Linked DNA regions of Mus musculus: region 1 is linked to region 2. The links are chromatin contacts, called in public HiChIP or PLAC-seq maps. All regions are on one chromosome and are shown on one strand. Each heading gives the region's core, a stretch centred on a gene start, on an enhancer-like site or on the middle of the called end of the contact. The rest is flanking DNA. Distances are from core to core; before and after follow the strand shown.

Region 1 (6,225 bases), core at 2,261-4,760, 480 kb after region 2:
CACCGTAGCTGTCTTCAGATGCACCAGAAGAGGGTGTCAGATCTCATTGCAGATGGTTGTGAGCCACCATGTGGTTGCTGGGAATTGAACTCAGGACCTTTAGAAGAGCAGTCAGTGCTCTTACCCACTGAGCCATCTCACCTGCCCCCTCATATGAGCACTCTTTATGAGCACTGTGATACACTATGTGCCTGCTTAATCCACCCAGTGTGACTTCCCAAGCCTAGGGTAGCCTGGGACAGGTGGGCAGGTGGATGCTGGTGCAACCAGTAACCCATGCAGCTGGGTACCTGCCCAGTGGGACAGTATCATTCTCAGAGGCAGGGATGAAGCTCATTGGAAAGTTTCTGCCGGGCCTGGCTGTGCTACCATGTCCCATCACCAAGAGGCATGGAGGTCTGACTCAAAGCTGCCAGACAGGACCAAAGCAGCCACCCTGTCACCCTGCTGCCAGAGTTAATGATTGGTTCTCAGGGCTTTGATGTTGTCCTTTTATTCAGTTCTGCCCCTGGGTGTTACTTTGCACAACTCCAGGGACATTACAAGCTAACTCAGGGATTCTCAACCTGTGGGTCCCGACCCCTTCCACAAAGGTATCAGATATCCTGCGTATCAGGTATTTGCATCGTGCTTCATTACAATTATGAAGAAGCAACTAAAATGATGTTATGGTTGGGGGGGTCACCACAACACAAGGAACTGCGTTGGGAAGAATAAGAACCGCTGAAAAATGAACGAACGGGAGGCAGACCAGTGCCTTGCCCAGCCTGCAGGGGTGTGCCCCGGGGGAGGGGTCTTGCTCCTCTGCCTGTTTTTCTGTTTCCAGCTCACTCCGTGTCTTGGCTCCTCCCCAGAACCAGTCTTCTGGCCAGGTTCCCAGGAACCATAAAGGAACTGGAGAAACCCCTAGTGGCTGCCACCAATAGCTTCCAGAAACATTTGCTCCAGATTGTACAGCAAGACATGCAGGTGAACTGGACACTTCTGTGCGCCCCCCTCCCTGCCCCCCGCAACCCCGGTACCCATCTGTGCTCTAAAGTCCAGGCCTAGGTCACACCATTCTTTTGCCCTCTGTGAGTTCTCCCAGAGCAAGGGTGGGTGGGAAGCACTCACCAACCCACTGCTGCTCCTTCTGTTCAGTGGGGTGGTGGGCCAAGAAATAAGGCCTTAAAGCTCCTTGACCAGACAGACACTCAAGGTGCACCCAGCACACACCCTAAGCAGGGCCTGACAAGACTCTTAGACTTTTCCATACCCATTGGAGGAAGCATTATGGGAAGGACCTAGTGATAAAACCTGTGCCTAGAAAAGAGGGCTGCACCAGGGAGCCCAGCACGGAAGGGGGTTAGAAACGGTGAACAGAGCTCACTTCCCATGCCCTTCTGTCCCCAGCCTCTATTTAAGGTGCTATATACCAAGAGCTGGCTCACACAGGACACACTTCGTCCCCTCATGGACAAAGTGGTGGACTTTGCACATCATCTTGAGCATGTGACCCCACCACTGGCACAGGTACCAGGAAGTGGGTGGCTGGCATGGGTGTGCAGAGCCCATGGCTTTGATCCTGACCACTACCATCTCCCTCTCCCAGGAGACACTGCAGGAGGTGCACCGTTTTGTGGTCCGCGAATACCTGGGGCAGGTGCTGAGGCCCCACGAGAGGTTCAGTGGCCAGGATCGACTGAAGGGCTCTAATAAGATGAACCTGGATGCCCAGGCCATTAGCAACACCTTCCAGGGCTTGGTAGGAGCAGCGTCTGACTGTCAATCGGGCTCAGTCTCTGGCCAGCAAACCCAGCCAGGAACCCCCTATTCTGTTGTTTTCATCCTGTAAAGAGCCCTCACGGCGGGTGAAGCAGGAGAAAAGAGCTTCCACTAGGCGGTTCTTCAGACTCCACAGGGAAAATGGCAGTGGGGCTAGACTCTAAAGGGGCGGGCACAGGAGGGGGTTTCACTTTACATTGTATTTGCATACATTTGTGGGTGAAGGCAAAGAAGGAATGAAGGTTATGATGGGCAAGGTCTGTGGGAGATCTTTCCCCTCTCGGGAGCACTTTGAGCCCAAACCCCTTATCTGGGCTGCTGGCCTCCTACTGGTGACAGGTTCCAATCAGCACTTTCCTGGTCAGGGCTCGGATTTCCCGTCTGTGCAGACAGGAAGAAAACTCTCCAGAGTCACCGCAGATGTGGTCTGTGGAATCTTATTCCCTGACTCCGTGGAATCTTCTTATGGGCAAGCCACCCGCGGCAGACACACGGGAAGGGTGTTTCTGGGCACTACAGGAGAGGTTTGTAGGCAGAGACTCCTTGGGGGAGATGAACCACGCACATATCTCCCTGTTTCCTTAGGGCTCTGAAGCCAAGTGGCTGGACCAAGCCATCCTGTCTGTGGCTGAGATCCTGGGCGAGACATACAAAGACGACATCCGGCGGCACCTGGAAACACTTATACGGAGCTACCCGGACATCAGGTTAGCAGATCCTCCTTCCCTCCTAGAGTCAGGGGTCACTGGAACCTGGCACTCGCGCCTTTAGCAAAGTGAGTGCAGGCGTGGAACGGAGGGAAGAGCGAGCTTGTCAGGGCCGAGAGAACTGTGGCTTAGTCGGGAAGCGAACCGCGACGGACCCGTGTGCGCATGCCCGCGAGGAAGGCGCACAGGGACCGCAGGCAAGAGGACCATCCCCTCCCTCGTGTTCTCCACCATCTGTGGACGGCGTGGCTCCACTCTCGGGCTCAAACCCTCTCTGGAAGCTCTCTGAGGCCTCGGCAGCCATGAGGAGGCTCGTGTGGGGCAGTGAATCATCAGAGCCCTTGGAAATCCCGGCTTGGCTCTCTCCAGTGCTCTCGGAGATTCCGGGATGGAAAGATCACTGAAAGCCCCTGGTCCAGCCCCTTCTCTGGCTCCTTGCTGCTCGCAGCTTGTTTGTTCTGGTAGATTTTGAATACGGACAACAACGACCCGACCCCGTTAGTTCCTTCTAAGTTTTCAGTTTCCCTACCGCTCCTCGGGGGTTCCCCAACTGGTGTTTGGCCCTTCCTCCCTGGCTCCAAAAGTGGTCTTGGATGGCTGCGGGGAAGCAGTGGGGACGCAGTGACTCAGGGTGCCCCTTTGTACCTATTCCACCCACGTCCACCCCTCCACCACTTCACCTGTCACCCTACACCCCCACCACGCTCTGTCTTGCACACTGTGAGGACATTCCCCAACCTGCCGCCTGGCCTGGCCTGGCCTGGCCTCTACCTCCCTAGCATTCTGCCAGTTTCTGGAGCCTTCCCTAGATCAGAGTTCTTGCGTTGCCTCTGCACAGAGCTTCTTTCCGCTGTGCGCATGCCCCCTCCCCTGTCTCATGTCTGTGTGTTCTAGGTCCAGTTACTGTGCACCTCCAGGCCCACACTCCCGCCTCCTTGCCTCCTTTTAGAGCCCCATCCCCTCGCAGCCTGGGATAGTCCCAGCCTTTCAGCCTCCCTAATCCAGCTCCAGGAATGCTGAATCATACTTCCTCCCAAGCCTGGGTTCCTGCCCTCCCGGGGGTGGGGGCGGGGCAAGAGCTGAAGGGTACCAGGGGGCACCGCTCTGCAGTGGGGAACCTATGTCTCTACAGGCGAGACCACATTCTGGCCATTCTGGCACTACGCAGACTCGGCCGCCGCCGGAACCAGAATCTCTTGCAACACACCCAAGACTTGCTGAGGGCTGCCCACGAGACCAGGCTCCCCTCACACCACGTGCTCTTCGAGGAGATCGAAGTGCCCACCTCTGTGGACGTGCTAATCACCTGCATCTAGGGCTGAAGGGCGAGCAGGAGCCTCGTTGGCCGAGGATCTGTCACCCTCTCCATGACTGACCCCAAGTTGGGAGCCCAGTGAGTCACTCTGGCCCTACCCCCAGCACTGAAGCCTGGGGACATGGAATTTTTGGTCTCAGCTGCCTGGCTGCTCAGCCAGAGGAGCCAGGAGATGAGGCATTCCGGGCATTTGTGGGGGAGTCTTTTGGGGCTGCGGAGTCTCCTTTCAGGACTTCAGGCCAGGGAAGGCTTCCCTTTCTAACTGCTCAGCACATCCACACTGTAGTGCGAAGCTGAGGATTCTAAAAATAAATGTGAATTAAAATAGTGTACAAGGTTGGGCAAGCTAAGCTGGTTGGGAGAGGTGATGCTGGATTGAATGTATGGGAGGACCGAGCCAGTCCTGAGCTGGAAAAGCCCCTGCCTGCCTCAGCAGATCAAAACAGGAGCCTTGGCTCTCCCTTCAAAGGTTGTGCTCCCAGCACCCACAGGGCGATAAACAACCGTCCTCAACTCCAGTTCCAGAGGACCAAACGCCCTCTCTGGCCTCTGTGAGTGTGAGCTTGTGCTGAACACAGACATGCAGGCAGGCAAGACACGTGTGCATAAAGGAAAACTAAATACATTTTAAAAGCAACAACAAAGCAAAGGCAGACCCCACACCCTGGGTCCCTAGCCTCAGACACCACGTTGGTCTTGCCCAGAAGGGGTAGACAGCCCTCAGCCTCTTGCTAGGCACCTGAGCCCTCGTGAGCACCGGTTCTGCAGCTTGCAGTATTCTAGTTTCATGTAGGAGGGACTCTCAAGCAATAAAATTTGCCAGGTCACTGTGTGGTGGTGGTGTACAGGTGGAAAGGTAACCATGCCTCGGGTACATTTCCAGGAGACAGTGCACCTGCTTCCCTAGACAACTTGAAATTTGTCTATAGCCTGTAGGCAAAGGCTGGAGACCTGTTTTCATTGTTGGCTCCAATTCCCAGGGAATATGTGAGCCAAACCAGGATTTACAGAGTTGATGGCACGGGGCTGTGATGGCTTTCTTACTCTACTGTTCCCCAGCAGACTGCCACTGTAGCTTTGGGCTTGACCCTGACACTAGCTTATGTGGGGATAAGTAATTGCATGTGGTCTGGGGTCCCAAAAGCCCTGTGAAGTTTCCCTCCTCAAGTGTATAAGACCAGGGTTCTAAAATGCTGCAGTGTGAGGGAGGTGGGCAAAGCATCTCTCCCTGCTCTCCCAGGCCCCTCCCTCCCCTGTGTTGGGGGAGGGGGTTGGTGGACAAAGCCATGTCTGAGTCTGCTGGGAGCCCAGGGATAGATTCCCCGGGAATTCTTACTTCCTTCTAGGAGCAGGGGTCAGGGGTGGATGCCTGACACCACTGTGTGTATCAGGGCTGGATGCCAGCAGCAGGTCCAGACCTGGGGAGGACTAGAAGGGGAAGCAGGGAGGGGAGGGAGGGCAGGAATGAGGAAGTGCATTGCTAAGTTTCCCAGGCTCCAAAGCCAGAGGTGAAGGCCAGGAACTCGTTCCTGTTGATGACTGATGAAGCAGTTTTTCCTGCTGGCAGGGAAACGAGGCCTATAGAGAGCAAGTGGCCTGGAAACCTCATAACCTGGAGTTCAGGTGTGAGAGGCTCCGCAATCATAGAGAGGGGGGTGATATTTCACAGGCCAGGCATCCCAACTGGGCCCTACAGGTGCCCTTCAGTAGCCATCGGAGTCCTGGCAGTGCAAACAGGTCCTGAGAGGCAATAGAAAGCCTGATCCTAGCCAGGTTCTACCCAGAGAGTCACCCTACATGTGAGTGTCACCCCTTACCAGGACAGCAAGGTCCCATCCTGGCTGTGCAGTGCCACCTGAGCCTCAGGGCTTCCTCACCAAACTGAAGAGAAAAGGGAGTTTAATCCCAGCTCTGCAATTGTCTAGATGAATCTCTAGGCAAGCCTCACTAGTTCCAGCTGTGAAATGGGCATGCCGTCAGTGCCTTCCAGTCAGAGGAGCTAGCATAGAGCTGGCTGAGGAGGGTGGGACAGGAGGTAGCCATAAAAGCCAGATTCCTGACCTCCCTATGATGCTCTAACCCAGCCAGGCCATAATCGGCAAAACAATGGTGAAAGTTGATCCTGAGTGCAGCCATGAGGCCAGGAGCCAGGGAGAATGGAATAGGACCTTGAGGGTTCAGGAGAGGGTAAGGTGGGTGGGTATTGCTGGTTTGAAGAGATTAAGAGGATGTGCCCAAGGCTGAACAGCCTCACGCTGCAAGGAGAAAGACTTGGGCCCAGTTCTCAGAGCCTTGGGCCGTCTTCCTGAGGATCTCTAGACCTGGAAACAGGAAGTCTGGGTTTCCTGGCCAGAAGTGCACATTTAGAACACTGGTACCTACTGTAAGGAGGGGCAGCCTGTGCTCCTTTGTGTGTGTTGCTGAGCCCTGCCAGTGACG
Region 2 (5,947 bases), core at 1,291-3,790:
TAGCAAACTAATGCAATTTGTGGTTTAATTCATCTAATCACAGCATGTGATGAAGACATATCATTGTCAGTTTGTGCCTTAGGTAACTGTTTTAGTCAGGGTTTCTATTCCTGCACAAACATCATGACAAGAAGCAAGTTGGGGAGGAAAGGGTTTATTCAGCTTACACTTCCACATTGCTGTTCATCACCAAGGAAGTCAGGACTGGAACTCAAGCAGGTCAGGAAGCAGGAGCTGATGCAGAGGCCATGGAGGGATGTTTCTTACTGTTTTGCTTCCCCTGGCTTGCTCAGCTTACTCTCTTATAGAACCCAGGACTACCAGCCCAGAGATGGTCCCACCCACAATGGGCTCTCCTTCCTTGATCACTAATTGAGAAAATGCTCCACAGCTAGATCTCATGGAGGCATTTCCCCAACTAAAGCTCCTTTCTCTGTGGTAACTCCAGCCTGTGTCAAGTTGACACACAAAACCAGCCAGTACAGTAACAAACAAGATTGTATCATGCAATAATTTATGTGAAGAATTTTATAATATAGAAAACAACAAACAAATGTTGCTATTGTTCTCTACCACACACTTAAAAAGATTCTACAGTAGGGTGTAGTGGTGCACTCGTGATTCCAACTGAGGCAGCAAGGTTGCACAAGGTTGAGGATAGGTTGTGCTATCACACACACACACACACACACACACACACACACCCCGCCAGGACAAGTTGTCGTTTACATTGTTGACACCAAAAAAGTGCTCAGTCATGGGAGAAGCCTGGCCAGAGAGTTCTTTATTTTACTGTTGCCATGATGCTCCAACCAGAAGAGGGCGGCCTCCAGTATCCTCCACTGTAGCAAAAAGGTCTGCTAGGATCCAATAGGGCCATACTGTTGATGCCAGCTCCCATCAGCAGATCCACAGACTGATCAAACATAGGCCGATCATCCTCGGGCCTGTGACTTCATTCCATGGCTCGATGCTACAAAAACACCATGGTTTACTGGTTAGGTAGGCGTCTGGGCGTAGGTATGTGAAGGAGTGCAGTCAGTGCTCCAGTGTCCAGGATCTACTGGCTAAAGAGGATGTGGACAGTGCTCTGGCTGCTCAGGAGATACTGCTGTGAATCTGTGAAAGTTGGTTGCCACATGTATCCCAGCCCATACCTCAAAACAGGTTCCAAATTAGACCCACAGCTGAAGCTAGACAAAGCCTGCAAGAAGCTCTTGGCCATACTCAGACAGTGCAGCACATATGAGGAGTGCCTTAAGGCTAGGAAGGAGATCAAGGCTGTCTGTCTAAGAGCAGAGGTCACATTGTGATCCCAGCACTTGAGTCCAAGGCCATCTCTTGTACTTAGTAAATTGGAGGCCAGCTTTGTTTATACAAGACCCTGTCTCAAAATAAAGGGAATGGCTTTGTTTAGGGGAAAAATAAGAAAAAAGACACTTCCTTTCCATAAATAGCTATAGTAGTTATACAGATAAGTCAGTAGAATAAAACAAGCTTTTCTCCATCTTACATATCTGGTGGGGAAGCTGACTAAGTGCCTAGTAGTGCATGAGTCCTATGTTCAGTTCCCAGCATGGCACAGATGGGAGCACTAAGGATGCAAGCAGGGACATTAGAAGTTCAGAGTCAGGGAGGGAGAGCTGGCTTAGTGGTTAGGTTAGGAGCACTGGCTGCTCTTCCAGAGGTTCTGAGTTCAATTCCCAGCAACCACATGGTGGCTCACAACCATCTGTAATTGGATCTAAAGCCCTCTTCTGGTGTGTCTGAAGACAGCTACATAAGATAAATAAACAAACAAACAAACAGCAACAAACACTGGGCTGTGGTGGCACAGAGGCAGATGGATCTCTGTGAGTTCCAGGCTAGCCTAGAGAGTAAGTTCCTGAACAGCCAAGGCTACATAGAGAAACGCTGTCTCGAAAAACCAAGAAAAGACAAACAAACAAGAACCTGTGTGTCATAAGTGTATAGGCATGTGTGCATGTATGTATGTATGTGTATATGTATGTATGTGTGTATGTATGTATATATGTAGGCATATAAAATGGTACAACTTGAAACTGACTTTCTCTTTAAAAGTGATCCTGCCGATCCTGATGGCCTGATTCCATCTCCGGAACCATGTGGTAAAAGGAAAGAGTCAACTCTTACAAGTTGTCCTCTGACTTACACACGTGACTGTAGGGGCTGGGTTCAGTGTCTCAGGCCCAACCTCAGCTTCTAGCATCTTTGTCAGGCGTCTCATTAACACTTTTAACTCCAGCTCCAGGAATCTGCTTTTTCTAGCTTCTGCCAGCACTTATACTCACACAACCTCTCCCTCTCTCTCAAATAAAATGAAAATAAGTAAATTTGAGAATAAAATTTAAAGTGAGACATAAAACTTATGTTCTGACAATTCTAATATATTTTTATTATTATTATTCTAGGGGAAAAATAGGGACTGGTGAGATGGCTCAGTGGCCAAAAGCACTGGCTGCATTTCCAGAGGACCTGGGTTCAGCTTCAAACACCCACATGGTGACTCACAACCATCTGTCACTCTAGTTACAAGGCATCCGCTTCCCTCTGCCCTCTTCAGACACTGCACACACATGATGTGCTTATATACATGCAGGCAAAACACTCATACTTAAAATAAAAATTAAAACATCTTTGAAATAAAAATAATACATGTTTCTGCTCCCCTCGTCCTCCCTTTGAGACATGGTCTCATTATGAAGTCCAGGGTAGCTTTAAAAATCATCTTATTCCTTCAGCCTTTCAAGGACTGGGGTTTCAGATGTGCACTGGACGGCCTGGCTTGCCACACACAAACAAAAATGGCTATAACAGTTTTTCTCTAATTGTAAAACATGGAAGTGATCCACACATCCATCAGTAGGTAAATACAGAAACTATCTGGGGCATTTGTGAGCAATGGAATGATACTTAGCCACAAAGGGAGTGACTCCCGCTTCATGCTGACTCATGCGGGCCTTGATCCTGCCCTTGTGAACTAAGGTCTGGCATAGATGTCAGGACAGCCTGGGATGCATGAGGCCAGGGCCTCTAGTAGAGGCCATGGCAGGCAGGGACCAGAGGGAATTCCTAGAGAGACAAAATGTTCTATATCTTGATAAGGTGTGGGTTGCTCTTGTAGTTTGTCAAATCTGGACTTGAACCTGAACATCTACCTGTACATTTGTTGTTTATAAAGGCTTAGAGGTCAGAGGTAGCTGGCCTGGGTTCAAGCCTGCTACCCCTCTTTGCTTCCTGGGTTGCCCACCACCCCTCCATTCTCCAGTGAGAACCATTACTGATGCTGTAAGGTCTGAGGTGAAGCAGTGAGAGGAGGCCTGGCTGGAGCCTGGCTGACAGGAGATGTTCGGTAACTTGACTGTTGCATTTTTTTAGTTGCTAGAAAATTATCAAATATAATCTCTTCTTTTTTTTTTTTTTTTTTTACCTTGAGGTGCTTTATCAGGTGCTCTGGGCTAGGCCACACCCTTCCGGCCCAGCCTCTTTTTTTTTTTTTTTTTTTTTTTTTTTTTTTTGACTCCCTCCATTCCCTCCCCCTTGGCAGCAGCTAGTTTAAATAGCTCAAAGGCAGATTCCTTAGATTTACTCTTCATTCTAGTAAGTATGAGCCCCATTCCACAGGGAGAGCTAACTAGCAGTGGGCACTTGTTGGATGAAGTTAGTTAGTGGAGAGCTGACTAGCAGTGGGCACTTGTTGGATGAAGTTAGTTAGTGGAGAGTTTACTAGCAGTGGGCACTTGTTGGATGAAGCTAGTGGCGGATGCCCTGGCTTGGTGGCATCATAGCTACTTAGCCAGCAGCCTTCACAGGATGCTCTGAGGCACCTGGCAGAGAAGCCAGTGTTCCTACTGGTGTGGAAGGACAACCAGATGACACACACCGGCCTTCAGCTGGAGACGTACCTCCTGTCTTTCTTTGAAGTAGAGTTTATACACTAACTGAAAGATCTGTCATTTGTCAAACTAATTACAGTGTGTGTTTCCTATCTCTGCAGGAACTGTGAGACTGACCAGCTTGGCATGTGGAAATCAGCATATCTGGGCCTGTGACTCCAGGGGTGGGGTTTACTTCCGTGTTGGAACCCAGCCTCTGAATCCCAGCCTGATGCTTCCAGCCTGGATCATGATTGAGCCACCTGTCCAGGTAAGCAAAGCCAACCTGAAAGAACCTGCCTGGTAGTAAGAGGACAATTTAGGACAACTCCCAGGGGTACATGGAGAGCTGTGCCCTGTGAGTGCTCAGTTGCTTGGCACTCAAAGCTTGGATTTTGGTATTTGGGAAGCTTAGAGCTGAACAGGTTATTTGAGATTATCTGAGCAACACAAGCTTTTTCCCTCTTAAAATAAAAACATTTTTGACTTGTCACCAAATGAACATTATTTTTTAAAAAAATGTTAAACACTTCAAAAATACAAAGAAGAAAGTAAAATTTGCATAAAGTGTTGCCATGGTGATATCTGTTATTAGTCGGTTTGCTGTTTCCCCTGGCAACACTGGATATTGAACCTCAGGTCTCACAAATGCCAAGCAAGCACTCAACTACTGAGCTAGGTCACTGCCCTGGGTCTAGTGTTCTGTGAGTGCCTTTCCTAGACTTAAGAATTTTGTTTCCAGGGTTAATGAAGCGTTTGTCTATTTTGTGTAGGGATTCAGTTCCAGCACTGCCCATCCTAAAATCTACTTCCTGGCTTTCAGTCTATAGGGTCTTCTGACATGTTTCGGGGATATTTGTTTGTTTTGGGTTTTTTTGTTTTGTTTTTGCTAGTTGCTCTAGAAGACCGAAATAAATAGGCTTGGTTCATGTACTAAGTATATTTCTCTTAAACCTTATGTGAGGAGAGAACGCAGTGGTTAAGACCACTGGCTGCTCTGCTAGAGGACCAGGGCTCAATTCCCAGCATCCTCATGGTGACTCATTAGCCATCCTTAACTCCAGTTTAATGGGATCCGATCTCCTCTTCTGGCCTCCTTGGGCAGCAGGCACACATGTAGCTTATAGAAATGCATCCAGAAATACATACACATATAAAACACATAATTAAAAAAACAAAAACAAAAACCTTAGGCTAGGTGATGGTGACCCATGCCTTTAATCTCAACACTTGGGAGACAGGTGGCAGATCTCTGTGAGTTCAAGGCCAGCCTGGTCTACAGAGTGAGTTCCAGGACAGCCAGGGCTACACGGAGAAACCCTGTCTGGAAAAACAACAACAAAAAACAAACAAACAAAAACTTGTGGGAGGCCATGACACCTCTAGGGTTATTTGCTCAGGCTCTGCTCATCTGTGTTCTGTAGCTCTGTTGGGAAAGATGTAAAGTTATCTTGTTTAGAGAGAACGGGGCAGGAAGACATCCTTATGGAGGCGGGAAAGAATCTAGAGTAATTTAAACAGAATGAATCCTAACGCTGCCCTGCACTTCCTCTGCATGTAGTAGCTTACCGAGCACAGGACGGCCATGTCAGGAGTTCCTGACAGGAACTCTCAGCACTTGCACGTGCTTGGCCTGGATGCTGGCTGTCAGCTGTACTGTTGAAGTCCCTGGCACCTGCCTGTGGGTGGCCTCCTCCACTCACTGTCAACACAGCCCTTCTCGTCTTTCTTTTACTGATGACTTTATATTATTTAAGAGTATTCAGCCAGGCCTGATAGTACAGCCTTGTAACCTTCGCTGCTTAGGAGGCTGAGGCAGGAGGATCTCAAATTCAAGGATTGCCTTGGTACAGAGTGAGACCAGGGTCACTGTGGGCAACTTGAGAGTAAGATCCAGTCTCCCTAGGTGTGCTAATGTTGGCACTTGGGGAAGTAGAAATAAAAGGAGTTGACAGTCATCCTCGGCTAATATGTAGTGAGTTCAAGGCCAGCCTGGGATAAGTGGGGCCTTGTATCAAGAAACCAAAAAGAAAAAAGAAATGGTTGGTGTG

What was found. HiChIP or PLAC-seq counts read pairs in DNA pulled down with a chosen protein or histone mark.
Region 1: a contact with region 2 is called in a FOXA1 HiChIP or PLAC-seq map of pancreatic cancer cells. The contact joins two enhancer-like sites. A contact is called at or near these places in 2 of 39 promoter capture datasets (cranial neural crest and liver), 2 of 484 Hi-C or Micro-C datasets (cardiomyocytes and erythroblasts) and 2 of 115 datasets of contacts at active chromatin or transcription factors (astrocytes and pancreatic cancer cells).

The regions. Positions count from the first base shown.
Region 1 is chr12:111,427,066-111,433,290 of GRCm38.p6, forward strand. Exoc3l4 (exocyst complex component 3-like 4) reads left to right here. Exons shown (of 14, transcript NM_001289487.1): 10 at 855-969; 11 at 1,393-1,512; 12 at 1,592-1,744; 13 at 2,350-2,471; 14 at 3,604-4,615. The coding sequence ends at 3,787. Among named protein-coding and RNA genes, the nearest start is that of Tnfaip2, 12 kb to the right of the region's middle. Within about 2 kb of position 3,511, at least 206 of the 459 cell types and tissues checked have an H3K27ac peak or open chromatin away from gene starts, as enhancers often do. A contact at or near this core is called in pancreatic cancer cells, where this site is marked.
Region 2 is chr12:110,950,656-110,956,602 of GRCm38.p6, forward strand. Tecpr2 (tectonin beta-propeller repeat containing 2) reads left to right here. Exons shown (of 20, transcript NM_001289510.1): 17 at 4,019-4,167. Among named protein-coding and RNA genes, the nearest start is that of Ankrd9, 25 kb to the right of the region's middle. Within about 2 kb of position 2,541, at least 66 of the 459 cell types and tissues checked have an H3K27ac peak or open chromatin away from gene starts, as enhancers often do. A contact at or near this core is called in pancreatic cancer cells, where this site is marked.